Linked DNA regions of Mus musculus: region 1 is linked to region 2. Evidence: chromatin contacts called from public Hi-C data. All regions are on one chromosome and are shown on one strand. Each heading gives the region's core, a stretch centred on a gene start, on an enhancer-like site or on the middle of the called end of the contact. The rest is flanking DNA. Distances are from core to core; before and after follow the strand shown. Region 1 overlaps Ripor3 (RIPOR family member 3). Region 2 has its middle 19 kb from the start of Gm33033.

Region 1 (5,441 bases), core at 2,643-5,142, 100 kb after region 2:
TGAGTCCCAACTGTGGAATGGAAGGTTGGCTATGACAGCTGCTTACCCTGTAGGTCTGGGGAGGAAGGTGAGTTCGTGAAAGTGTTTGCAAACTGACTATGTTTTCTAAAAAGCCGAAAGGAAGGTAAGAGTGTGTGCACACGGCCTTAATCTCAGCACTCGGGAGGTAGAGGCGCAGCTCTCTGTGAGTTCAAATCCAGCCTCGTCTATAGAGTAAGTTCTACAACAGCCTGGGTTACACAGTGAGACCCTGTCTCAAGGAGGAGGAGGGTGAGGGAGGAGGACTTACTGGGGGGACTGTTAGAGCCTTCCAAGACCAGGCTGCAAGTCCTCTGTACCAATCAGTGACAGAGCCCCAAAGGCCCAAGGAGCATGGCTGCTCCTCACACGGGGCTGGGCCTGCTGCCAATCACTATGGCTCTGCAGCACTGTCCACCCCACATCTCTGCAGCTGTCCGTGGCCACCAAGTTTGATACCCATGACACCTACATGACACCTACTGCCTCCATGTGACACACCACGGTGCCCAGTGATACCCCACAGTGCCCGGTGACACCCCATGGTACCTGATGACATCCCATGGTTCCTAGTGACACCCCATGGTGCCTGGTGACACCCCATGGTACCCAGTGACACCCCACGGTGCCTGTGACACCCCATGGTACACAGTGACACCCCATGATACCCAGGACATCTCCCATGGCTCCCCCCAATTCATAAGTCATCTCACATGACTCCCTGTAACATGTTGCTCCCATTAGCCCCTTAACACCCTCTCCATAACACCCTGTGATGCCCGAGCCACCCACCTTGCTGATGTGGAACTCCACCTTCCGGATGTGTCTCTCCACCAGGCGCAGTTGCTTCCCCCAGAATAAGAAAAACTGCTTTAGAAGCGACCAGGTTCCCACCACCAGGTTCCCACACCTCACCCCCTCCCCAGGATCGGGGTACTGAGCTCAGACCTCAGAGAGGCTGGCTGTGGGACTCAGTTTCTCTGCTTGTAATGTAAGAGGAAGCTCAGGTGTTCTGCCCAAGTGCACCTGGGATGCAAGGCCACCCCAGACAGTCTGACCCACCCTGGAGACCACACAGGGGCACAGGCTCACCTTGTCCAGGTCATAGTAGAAGGCCTGCAGAGAAAAGGAGAGTGTCAGCCTCAGAGACCTCTCACCACAGGGCCACCTGTGCCACCACAGGGGCACCTGAGCTTCCAGGACAAAGCCAATGCCTGCCCCACTCATGGCCACGGACACCCGGGGGGAAACTGAACTAAAGGCATGCATTATGGAAAAGCCAGTTCTAGGTCTGTCACTGTGTCCCTGTGTGTCCCAGGCAAGTTACTCAACCTCTCTGGACCCCGCTTTGTTCTTTTGTAAAATAGGTATCAGTCATTGTGATGGTCGATATCGACTGTCACCTTGACAGGCTGTATCTATAACCACCTCGAAGACGATCATGCCTGGGAGGCAGTTTCTAGATTTCATCAACTGGGGTGAGAAGATGGACCCTAAATGAATGTGGTGGTGCCCCAGAGGCTGGGGTCCTGGGCTACATAGCAAGGAGAAAGCCAGCTAAACACCAATGTCCAACTCGCTCCGCTTTCTAGCTGCAGCCGCAACGGGCTGCCTCACCCTCCGGATGTCTCGCCTTGAGCCTTTGAAGCTAGCCTTTTCTCTCTTAAGCTGTTTAATCTTGTCACAACAAGGCGAGAAGGAGTAGGCACACAACGGACCTCCAGATCACAAACTTCAAAGTTCAGCTAATAAATGAAGCCTTGGGCCCGCGGGATGGCTCCATGGGTAAAGGTGACTGCTGCCTAGCCTGATGATCGGAGCTCAGTGTCTGGGACCCACAGTTGACTGCTGACCTCCACAGGAGTACTGTGGCAGGTGCATGCCTGCTTGCTCCTCTCCCTCACACAAATAAACAAACAAATAAATGTAACATCAAAAAATGAGGAGCTGGGAAGGACCTGAGATTTTTGAAGAGGTGTTCTAATGCAGGCTTCTTGGAAACCCACAAAACTCTCCCTGTGGGGTTCAGGCACTCTGTCCTAGATGTGGGGCCCCCATCCTCCCCCGACACTGGTGTGGTATAGCATCAGGCAGTGGAGACTTCTGAGACGGGCCTCTTTATACATTGTCTACCTGAGAGAGACTTCTAGACCGAAGAGTAGGGCATGCTGTGGGAGCCACCGCTCCCCCTTGCGGTTAGGTGGTACTGGGAGTGGGTGAGGGCTCGGTAGTGCCTCTCCCCTCTCTCTGTTCTTGCCCTCACCCAGTCGCCTACTGAGGGAGGCTCCGTGTTTGACGAGTTCTGCCCTCCCTTGTGGCTGACACCCACACGAGACTGAGCCTTCCATCCCGCCCAACACCCTAGTCTTCGGAGTCAGTGGGAGCAGGGACCCAGAAAGGGCTGGGAGCTGCTTTGATATACATACGATCTACTGTTTCTCCCCCTTTCTGAGTTTGAATCCAGCCAATCCTGAAGGCTGGACATCCTGAGGAGGGACACAGGGACACACAGCTGGGAAGAAGAAGTCCAGAGCATGTGACAAGACACCAGCTTTGCTCCTGGTGTGGGACCCACGCAGGCTGGGTGCCACTTTCACCAGGCAGCAGCTGGTGGCGTAATCTCATTTGTAGAAGTCCTCCAGCCGGGACTGCTTCGACCTCGATTTAAACTCTGATCTCACTTCAGGACCATCCGGACTTTTGGGGTGTGACCTGGGTTCCCTTAGTCCTGTTAACACATTGGCTAAGTCTCCCCCTTCTGCTTTCCACTTTTAATTTGGCTCTTCTGATTGGCTTAGTAGGGGCAGGGGGCTGGACTGACCGGGGACACAGAGTTAAAGAATGAGAAGGATCAGGGTGACTAGAGACCGAGACAAGGGGTCCCTTGTGGGAGTGGCTGTCCCTAAGCAGGTGAAGCACAGGGCACCTACTGATGACCTCAGCTTCTTACAGGGTCACAGGCTTAGAGAGAGAGAGAGAAAAAAAGTTGTTGCTTCTCTGAAGATCAAGTTTAACCGGGCATCCTGTCATGGTGTTGTTGATACACTGAGCCCTGAATCTGCCAAGACTGAGTCTGGGCTCAGACGGCACCTCGATGTCCACAGAAAACTGTCACCTTGGACACCACAACATTCAGGCTCAGTCTGGGGCAGGGGCAGGGCCTGTAGCAGAGAAATGGCCAACTTGCCTGAATAACAGATTTGTCTGAAGGGCAAATCTGGAGATCGGGACCATCGAGACCTCTGCAGTTGCCTGTCTGACAGCTCCTCCCAGAACCATGGCGAGGAAAGCTCACCACAAATACCACAGGCCTCTGGGTGGAGACCACTGACTGTCTTTTGGCTGCTGTAAGCTAAAAGCCATCTTCATCCCGGCCACTCACCAGCCTGGAGCCCCTCTGGGTGTCCGTGTGGCGTCCACACAGGTAGTCCAGTTCAGCCTGCTGCTCACACAGATGTTCCCTGCAGGGGAGGGAGAGGGGTGGATTTGAGCAGAGTGGGGGAGTGGGCTAGTCTTCCCAGCATACGGGTTGGCCAGCTCCCCTTATGGGGATTCCTCTGTTACCCCAGAAGCCCACAATTCAGTCTAGCTGTTACTAGTACGTTGTGAAGATGGCTATATATATATATGTATATATATATATAGGCAGGGGAAGTGGGGGGGGGGAGAGGCTGAGGAAGGCATGGTGGATAGAAGAGGGAGGGAGGCGGGGACCAGAGGCTGTGAGAACAGGCAGAAGGCTATCAGGGAAGAAGGAAGATGAGACCATGGAGCCAGGGGGAGAAAGGACCCATAGGAAGGGAGGACCCAGTGAAATGTTGAGTAGCGGAAGTAATGAAGACTGCAGCTGAGGTGAGAGTGGCACCTGGGAAGGGAAAGTCCCTTCCAGTGACAACCCAGGACTGGGTTCACTCTGACGATGTCAGGGCAGCTGGCTGTCTAACCACACTGGCCAGCTCTGCCCCTCCTCCCTGATCCTGATAAGAGGGGGCCCTCCAACCCAGATCCCAGAGTGCTGCAGAGGGCTTCTAGTGTCCTGGGTGGACAACAAGGAAGCAGGAACCCAGATCTGCCTGGCCAGGGCTCCCCTTCCCAGGGTTCCTTCCCTCCATGAGACCTCAAGACTCACACCTGTTTCAGGAGGATACCCAGCCCCAGCACTGTCTGACAGAACCTTAGCCTCTCCGACACTGAGCATTGTCTCAGTTAGACTGAGAATCTTGAAAACCTGCTCCTCTCAGGGCACCTTCTATCCTCCCTCTCCTTGGGTCAGGGTGGTCTCTGCTCTGCGCTGACATTACGGAACTTAGGTGCCACTGTATGTGGGAGATGCCTCCAGAGGCCATTCTCTTGTAGGGCTAAGGTGTGTCCTTCCTGCTATGATGGTTTCTGCCCCAATCCACAGTTCTCTCTCAGTCTCTCTCTGTCTCTGTCTCTATCTCTGTCTCTGTCATTGTCTCTCTCTCTCTCCTCCCTCTCTGGGTTTATCTAATCAAGATAAGAATGCCTTTGGCTGCTGGGCAGTGGTGGTGCATGCCTTTAATCCCAGCACTTGGGAGGCAGAGGCAGAGGCAGAGGCAGAGGCAGAGGCAGAGGCAGAGGCAGAGGCAGAGGCAGAGGCAGGCAGATTTCTGAGTTCAAGGCCAGCCTGGTCTACAGACAGCTGGGGCTACACAGAGAAACCCTGTCTTGAAGGAAAAGAAAAAAGAAAAAAAGAAAAAGAAAAAGAAAGAAAGAAAGAAAGAAAGAGAGAGAGAGAGAGAGAGGGAGGGAGGGAGGAAGGAAGAAAGGAAGGAAGAAAGAAAGAAAGAGAAAGGAAGGAAGGAAGGAAGGAAGGAAGGGAGGGAGGGAGGGAGGGAGGGAGGAAGGAAGGAAGGAAGGAAGGAAGGAAGGAAGGAAGGAAGGAAGGAAGGAAGGAAGGAAGGAAGGAAGGAAGGAAGGAGAAACCCTTTAGGGCTGAAGAGATGGCTCAGTGGTTAAGAGCACTGACTGCTCTTCCGAAGGTCCTGAGTTCAAATCCCAGCAACCACAAGGTGGCTCACAACCATCCGTAATGAGATCTGACGCCCTCTTCTGGTGCATCTGAAGACAGCTACAGTGTACTTAGATATAATAATAAATAAATCTTTTTTTATTTATTTTTGATTATTTTGTTTTTTGAGACAGGGTTTCTCTGTGTAGCCCTGGCTGTCTTGGAACTCACTCTGTAGACCAGGCTGTCCTCGAACTCAGAAATCCTCCTGCCTCTGCCTCCCAAGTGCTGGGATTAAAGGCGTGCTCCACCACTCTGGGAATAAACAAATCTTTAAAAGAAAGAAAGAAAGAGAGAGAGAGAGAGAGAGAGAGAGAGAGAGAAAGGAAGGAAGCAAGCCAGCCATTGGCTGCCCCAGCAGAGGAGGGACCCTGATGAGCCTGTTCATTTC
Region 2 (5,549 bases), core at 420-2,919:
GTGGGCCCGGGCTCCAGGCAGGAAAAACCAGGGCCTCCCTGGCATCTGGGCTGAATGTCTCTGAGTAGGTTCAACCTTAAACATTTAGACAATCATTGTGGAAGTTTCAAAAGCCTGTGTCCTGTGACGGACAGCAGAGTCTCTAGGAGTGCATCAGAGGGAACAGAGCAGTGGCTTGAGCGCACAGGCGATAATTGTGTGGTGTTTATTAGCTACAAAGCTTAGAAACAGCTATGGCCAGGCACCCATCGAGGTTCAAGTTTATGTTCGCACTGTGGAATGTGTGAAGCACGTTTTCCTGGTGTTGGTCTGGAGGGATCACCAAGGTGCATTGTTAAGAGGGGGAAAAAGAAAACAAACTTGCTCAGAACAGGGTGTGGAGCAACAGGGAGGACAGGAATCTGCTCACGTGCCTAGCACCTACCTCCTGGCTCTCTCAGCAACAATCCCTGAGACACAGTGACCACGAGGGTTTGCAGGAGGGGAGGTGGAGGAGAGGTACCGGGTCTGGCAGTCAGCAGACGCAGAGAACAACCCACTCTCTTTAGGCAGCCGAGTCCTAGCCCTCTAACTCAGTCTAGGGTAGAGTTGTGACTCTACACGTAGGAGCCATGCACTACAAAGTCAACACCCCCCCACCCTGGTCTCAGTTTCCTATTACAACATTTTCCCATATGTGTTCATTTCTTAGCTGATTTATTTTAAGATTAAAAGATTACGCCAGGCATGGTGGTGCATGCCTTTAATCCCAGCACTCAGGAGGCAGAGGCAAGAGGATCTCTGTGAGTTCGAGGTCAGTCTGGTCTACAAATCGGCAGGTTCCAGCACAGCCAGGGCTGTTGCACAGAGAAACCTTGTCTGGAAAAACCAGAAGAAGAAGAAAAAAACAATTTTAAAGAAATGACATTCTTTTATTTATTTATTTATTTGTGTGTATGTATGTATGCACACTCACACCACAGCATGTTTGTGAAGGTCAGCTTGCAGAAGCAGTCTCTTTCTACCATGTGTATCCCTGGGATCAAGTTTGTCCAGGTTGGCAGCAAGCACCTTTACCTACTGAGCTATCTTGCCAGCCCATGAAGATTTCAAAGAGAAATAAGAATAACATCATTGTCAGGAAGGCACTGCCTCAAGACCTGAGAGTGGGTAGTTTTCCTCCTCTTCCTCCTTCTCCTCTCCTCCCCCCTCCCCCTCCCCCCTCCCCCTCCTCCTCCTTCTCCTCTTCCTCCTCCTTGGAGCCAAGGATGTCTTCTATGAAGATCAAGCTGACCTTCAACTCTTGATTCTCATGCCTCAACCTCCTAGAGATTTCTAAATCAAAATAATAATGATTTTCAAAGTAGAGTTAAGTGACTAAAAAAAAACAACAACAAACTTTTGAAGTCTCCCAGGTGTTTGTTTGTTTGTTTTTGCCTAGTGTCTGTCTGAGACGGAGTACCTATTAAAATAACATGGATCCTACTGCCTCCTGCTGGGTGTCAGAACTCTTCGTGTGTCTGACTCAGTCCGAGGTGGAATTCTGTCTCCCATTTACTAGCTGGGACCCCTGAGGCTCTACAACTCCCTCAACCTCACTTCCCATCTATACAACACGAGGCGCGTAGAAATGCTGGGCGGCTCGTGAGCATCAAGGCTTCAGAAGCAACCTAACCTGGGAGACCGACCGACTGGATGAGCTTGGTTCAAACAGTGCGTCACCGGCTCCCTGGTACCCGCCCGCTCAGCAGCGCCTTCCGACCGCTGGGAAGGGGCGACACCTGGCGGGCGCGCCTGGAACTGCTCATGGACCGCAGTATCGTTCCGCAAATGCCCACCCGATCGATGTTCGTTCACGCGGGAACTTCGGGTGGGCCCAGCTCAGGGCGCACACCACAGCACACTCACTCACTCACTCACTCACTCACTCACTCACTCACTCACTCACTCACTCACTCACTCTCACTCACTCACTCACTCACTCACTCACTCTCACACACACTCGCATGGGAAGAGGGGCTGAGAAGCTCCCCCGCCCACTTCTCCTAGGGAATGTCTGAGGTTCCCGGGCCTGATAAGGATAGATCCCTGCAAGTGAACAAGGCTGATCCAATGAAGACATAACACTACAACAGGCCAAGAGCCCGGCTCCCATCGCAGACCATGTAGTAGATGGCGTGGCACAGGAGATTTTTACTAGGTGAGCTGAACTTCTGAACAGGATCTTCGGAAGCCATCCTTGGGTCTGACTCTTTTCTCTCTGTAGCAGCAATGGCTTGATGGAGTTGTGCTCCTGAGTCTGCGGCTGAACAGGGGTGGATGACACACAAACAGACGTGGCCCATCCCAGGACCAGCCAGTCATACAGTGGGTGTGGGTGCTCTTCTGTGACCCCAACATTTCAGAGGCTGAGGCTGAAGGGCCAGGAAGGAGTTCTAGGACAGCTACCAGCACCCCTAACAAGCTGCTGAGAATCTGGGGTCTCTTAGTGGCAGCAAAGCCCCAGCTGGGATGTTGTGCACAATGGAGTGAGGCGATTTCCTTTAAAAGCTAAATTCTTGGGCTGAAGAGACCACTCTGTATCTAAGACTACTTTTGGTTCTGCCAAAGGACTGGAGTCCAGTTCCCAGGACCCACTTGGCAGCATGTAACCATATGTAACTCCAGTTCCAGGGCATCGGATTTCCTCCTCTGATCTCCAAGAGCAACAACAACAACAACAACAACAACAACACACACACACACACAATCTAGAAACCAAACTCACTTGGGGCTAGGGAGATAACTTGGTTGGTAGAGGGTTTGTTCAGGCTAGCATGCACAAACCCCTAGGTTAGCTGGGGTGGACACACACACACGAGCAATGTAGTCAGGAGACTAGGAGTTCAACACCACATTATACTTTTTGGAGCATTCAGTGCCGACCTGAGAGCCTGTCTCAAAAATAAATATTTAAGTAAGGGAAAAATATGTGCTTTTAAAAGAAGAACGTGCCCTAGACATGGCAGCATACGTAGGAAAGACGGCAATGGGTGGAGAAACGGGACCAGCGTTTTAAGTGTGACGATCGTTACTCCCCGTTGCTGTGGTTCATGTTGGGATCTCCCAAACATTGTCCAGATCACAGCATAGACTCTGCCTGACTGCCACCTTGTATTTAATTTGCATTAAATGCTGTTCAGGGCTCTCTCCTGATATAACCTCTTGCATGGCCCCTCGTGGCCTCAAGATCAAGTCCACCCTCCTCATCTTCATCCACAAACCTTACCCTCGTCTGGTGCAAGAGCTGCTGGGAGTCAGAGTCTCCAGCCAAAAGCGATCTGAGTCCCCACATGTGGCTTCTTACATAATCAGCAAAATATTAATTAATGTCTACCCTAACCCTGATGACAATACCCCAGAGAAGAAATTTTAAAATAAGCGTTGTTGGCTCTAATCTGTTACTGTTGATAATGCAAAGGCCCCACATGTGTCTATTGCATTATCCAGCCATACGGCATAGCCCAAGCCAGAGACCGGCCAAGTGGGGCCTCCTGAAGTTGGCAGTCATGGTTAGATGCGATCCTGAAACCATATGGCACAGGCTCCTCCAGGGGGTGAGGAATGTGTTGTGTCCCAGAGTCCAAACTTTATGCTCTTCTGTGGTGCCTGGGGGGGCAGGAGCAGGGGAGATGGCTCGGGCAGTCAGCTGCCTGTCATGAACGCCCAAGAGCATGGGTTAAGCTTCTACAGCCCAGTAAAGGCTAGGTGTGGTGGCACAGTCTTGTAGTCTCAGGCCTGGGCAGGTGGTGACAATTGAACCCCTAGGGCCAGGTAGCCTAGCAGAAGGGACGGTCTCCTTCGAGAGACCCTGCCTCCAAAAACAAGGTGGGGAAGGGCTGGCAAGATGGCCCCATTGATAAAGGCACTTACCATGCAAGCCTGGTACCTAAGCTAAGTACCTCGGAACCCACACAAAGGTGGAAAAGAAGAACAAACTCCACACAGGCCCTGTGGCACGCACGGAGACACCCATGACAACACCTTTCTCTGCACCTCATGACAGGATCATGGGGAGGCCCACTGCTGGTTAGCATTTCCCAGCAGCTCTTGCCTCGAGGATTTGCCCCATGACTAAGGTATGGTGATAGGATGTGTGTAGAACACAGGACCCCAAAGCGTGATTACCAACCTCTGAAACCTTTGAGATGCAGGCCTCACCCTCACCCCACCCCCATACACACCCCATCCCCCAGGCATCCATCACATCTATCACACAGCTCTGCGCTGCGCTCCGGAGTCTACAAATTCTTAAAATTAATTAATTAATTAATTAATTTAATTAAAATTCTTAATCACTCAGCTCTGAGAACGTTCGTGTGCTTGGAAATTTCCATAACATGCGTCCATGAAGATCTCTCTTCTCTCCTCTAAACAGGAAGTGGTAGTAGGTAGGTTTGTTTTCCTTTGTCACTTGAGTCCTGTGGAGAAAATCCTTATGGCCATCTAAAGAAAGCCACCAGCCAGGGTTCCCCCAAGTCTCAGCTGCTTTTTAGAATCACTGTCTGGCATTACAAGTCCCCAGGCCCTGATGCCCAGGCTGGCTGAATGGGCGCCTTTTGAAAACAGCTCCCGGGAGTTTGGCCAGTTTTGCAGAACCAGATGGGTTCTGGTGAATTGTCGTTTTAAAAGCCCTCCCACCAGGCCAGCTGTGCGGCTTTGAGTGGGTTACTTAACCTCTCCATAGTCGGTAAAATGAGGACAACCATAGCGCCTATATCCGCTGGGAGACTGGCTTATTTCCCACGTGCTCAGGACAGAGAAGATGTGCGAATTTGGGTGACCAATTGAAAAAGTTGACTTCCTGGGGGAACCCTGATCCCACGTGTTGCGTGAGCCCATGTCGGAACAGGATGAGTGGAAGAGAACCACCAAGGTTCCTCCTCGCGCACTTGAGCATACGCACAGCAGCCGCACGCACCATGCGCCCAGCAGCCGAAATGTAGTTCCTTAACGAGGGTTATCAAGCAACTCTGACAGCAGGCAGGGTACAGTAACTGGCAGTAAGGCCCAGTGGCAGAGCCTGCACGAGGCTCCGGCCTACTGGTCCCTTGTAGGATGATGTGTGTCTTTCCTAGTTTCTGTTATTGAGATAAAGTATCCTGGCGAAAGCAAACTAAGGTTCCAAATTATAATCCACAATGCCAGGTCAGTTCCCGAGGCCGGAGCTTGAAGCAGCTAGTCAGATCCACAGTCAAGAGCATAGAGGATGACCGCATGCTCCCTGCACGCTTGCTTGCTTGCTTGCTTGCTTGCTTGCTTGCTTGCTTGCTTGTGCCTGCTGCGGGCTGCGTCTTCCCATGTCAGCTAATGTAATTACCATAGTTAAGACAATCCCCCACAGACATGTCCACAAGCTAGCACCGTACAGACAATTCTTCACTGCAGTTCTCTTCCCAGATGATGCTAGCTTGTAGCAAGCTGACACCGTACCTACCCTGCTTCACGTGGTGGTTAAATCCTCTGGAGTATCCAAGTGGCCTGAAAATGGGCAAGCAAAGAAAAAACAATGAGGAGGGGTTGCAGCCTTG

The links. Hi-C and Micro-C count contacts between places; a contact is called where the count stands out from the background.
Region 1: a Hi-C map of CD8 T cells shows a contact between it and region 2, with 1.9 times the contacts expected there. The contact joins two enhancer-like sites. A contact is called at or near these places in 7 of 39 promoter capture datasets (the C10 cell line, embryonic stem cells, hippocampal neurons and 2 more), 7 of 15 datasets of contacts at CTCF or cohesin (CD8 T cells, the NIH/3T3 cell line, embryonic stem cells and 3 more), 127 of 484 Hi-C or Micro-C datasets (the 63-12 cell line, the AML12 cell line, B cells and 61 more), 17 of 115 datasets of contacts at active chromatin or transcription factors (acute myeloid leukemia, bone marrow-derived dendritic cells, embryonic stem cells and 6 more) and 4 of 9 other capture datasets (adipose tissue, embryonic stem cells, liver and 1 more).

Annotation. Positions count from the first base shown.
Region 1 is chr2:167,993,844-167,999,284 of GRCm38.p6, forward strand. It overlaps Ripor3 (RIPOR family member 3), which reads right to left. Exons shown (of 22, transcript NM_001080708.3): 4 at 3,401-3,479; 5 at 1,111-1,134; 6 at 811-864. Among named protein-coding and RNA genes, the nearest start is that of Ripor3, 14 kb to the right of the region's middle. Within about 2 kb of position 3,893, at least 44 of the 459 cell types and tissues checked have an H3K27ac peak or open chromatin away from gene starts, as enhancers often do. A contact at or near this core is called in CD8 T cells and regulatory T cells, where this site is marked.
Region 2 is chr2:167,893,517-167,899,065 of GRCm38.p6, forward strand. No RefSeq gene overlaps it. Among named protein-coding and RNA genes, the nearest start is that of Gm33033, 19 kb to the left of the region's middle. Within about 2 kb of position 1,670, at least 48 of the 459 cell types and tissues checked have an H3K27ac peak or open chromatin away from gene starts, as enhancers often do. A contact at or near this core is called in CD8 T cells and regulatory T cells, where this site is marked.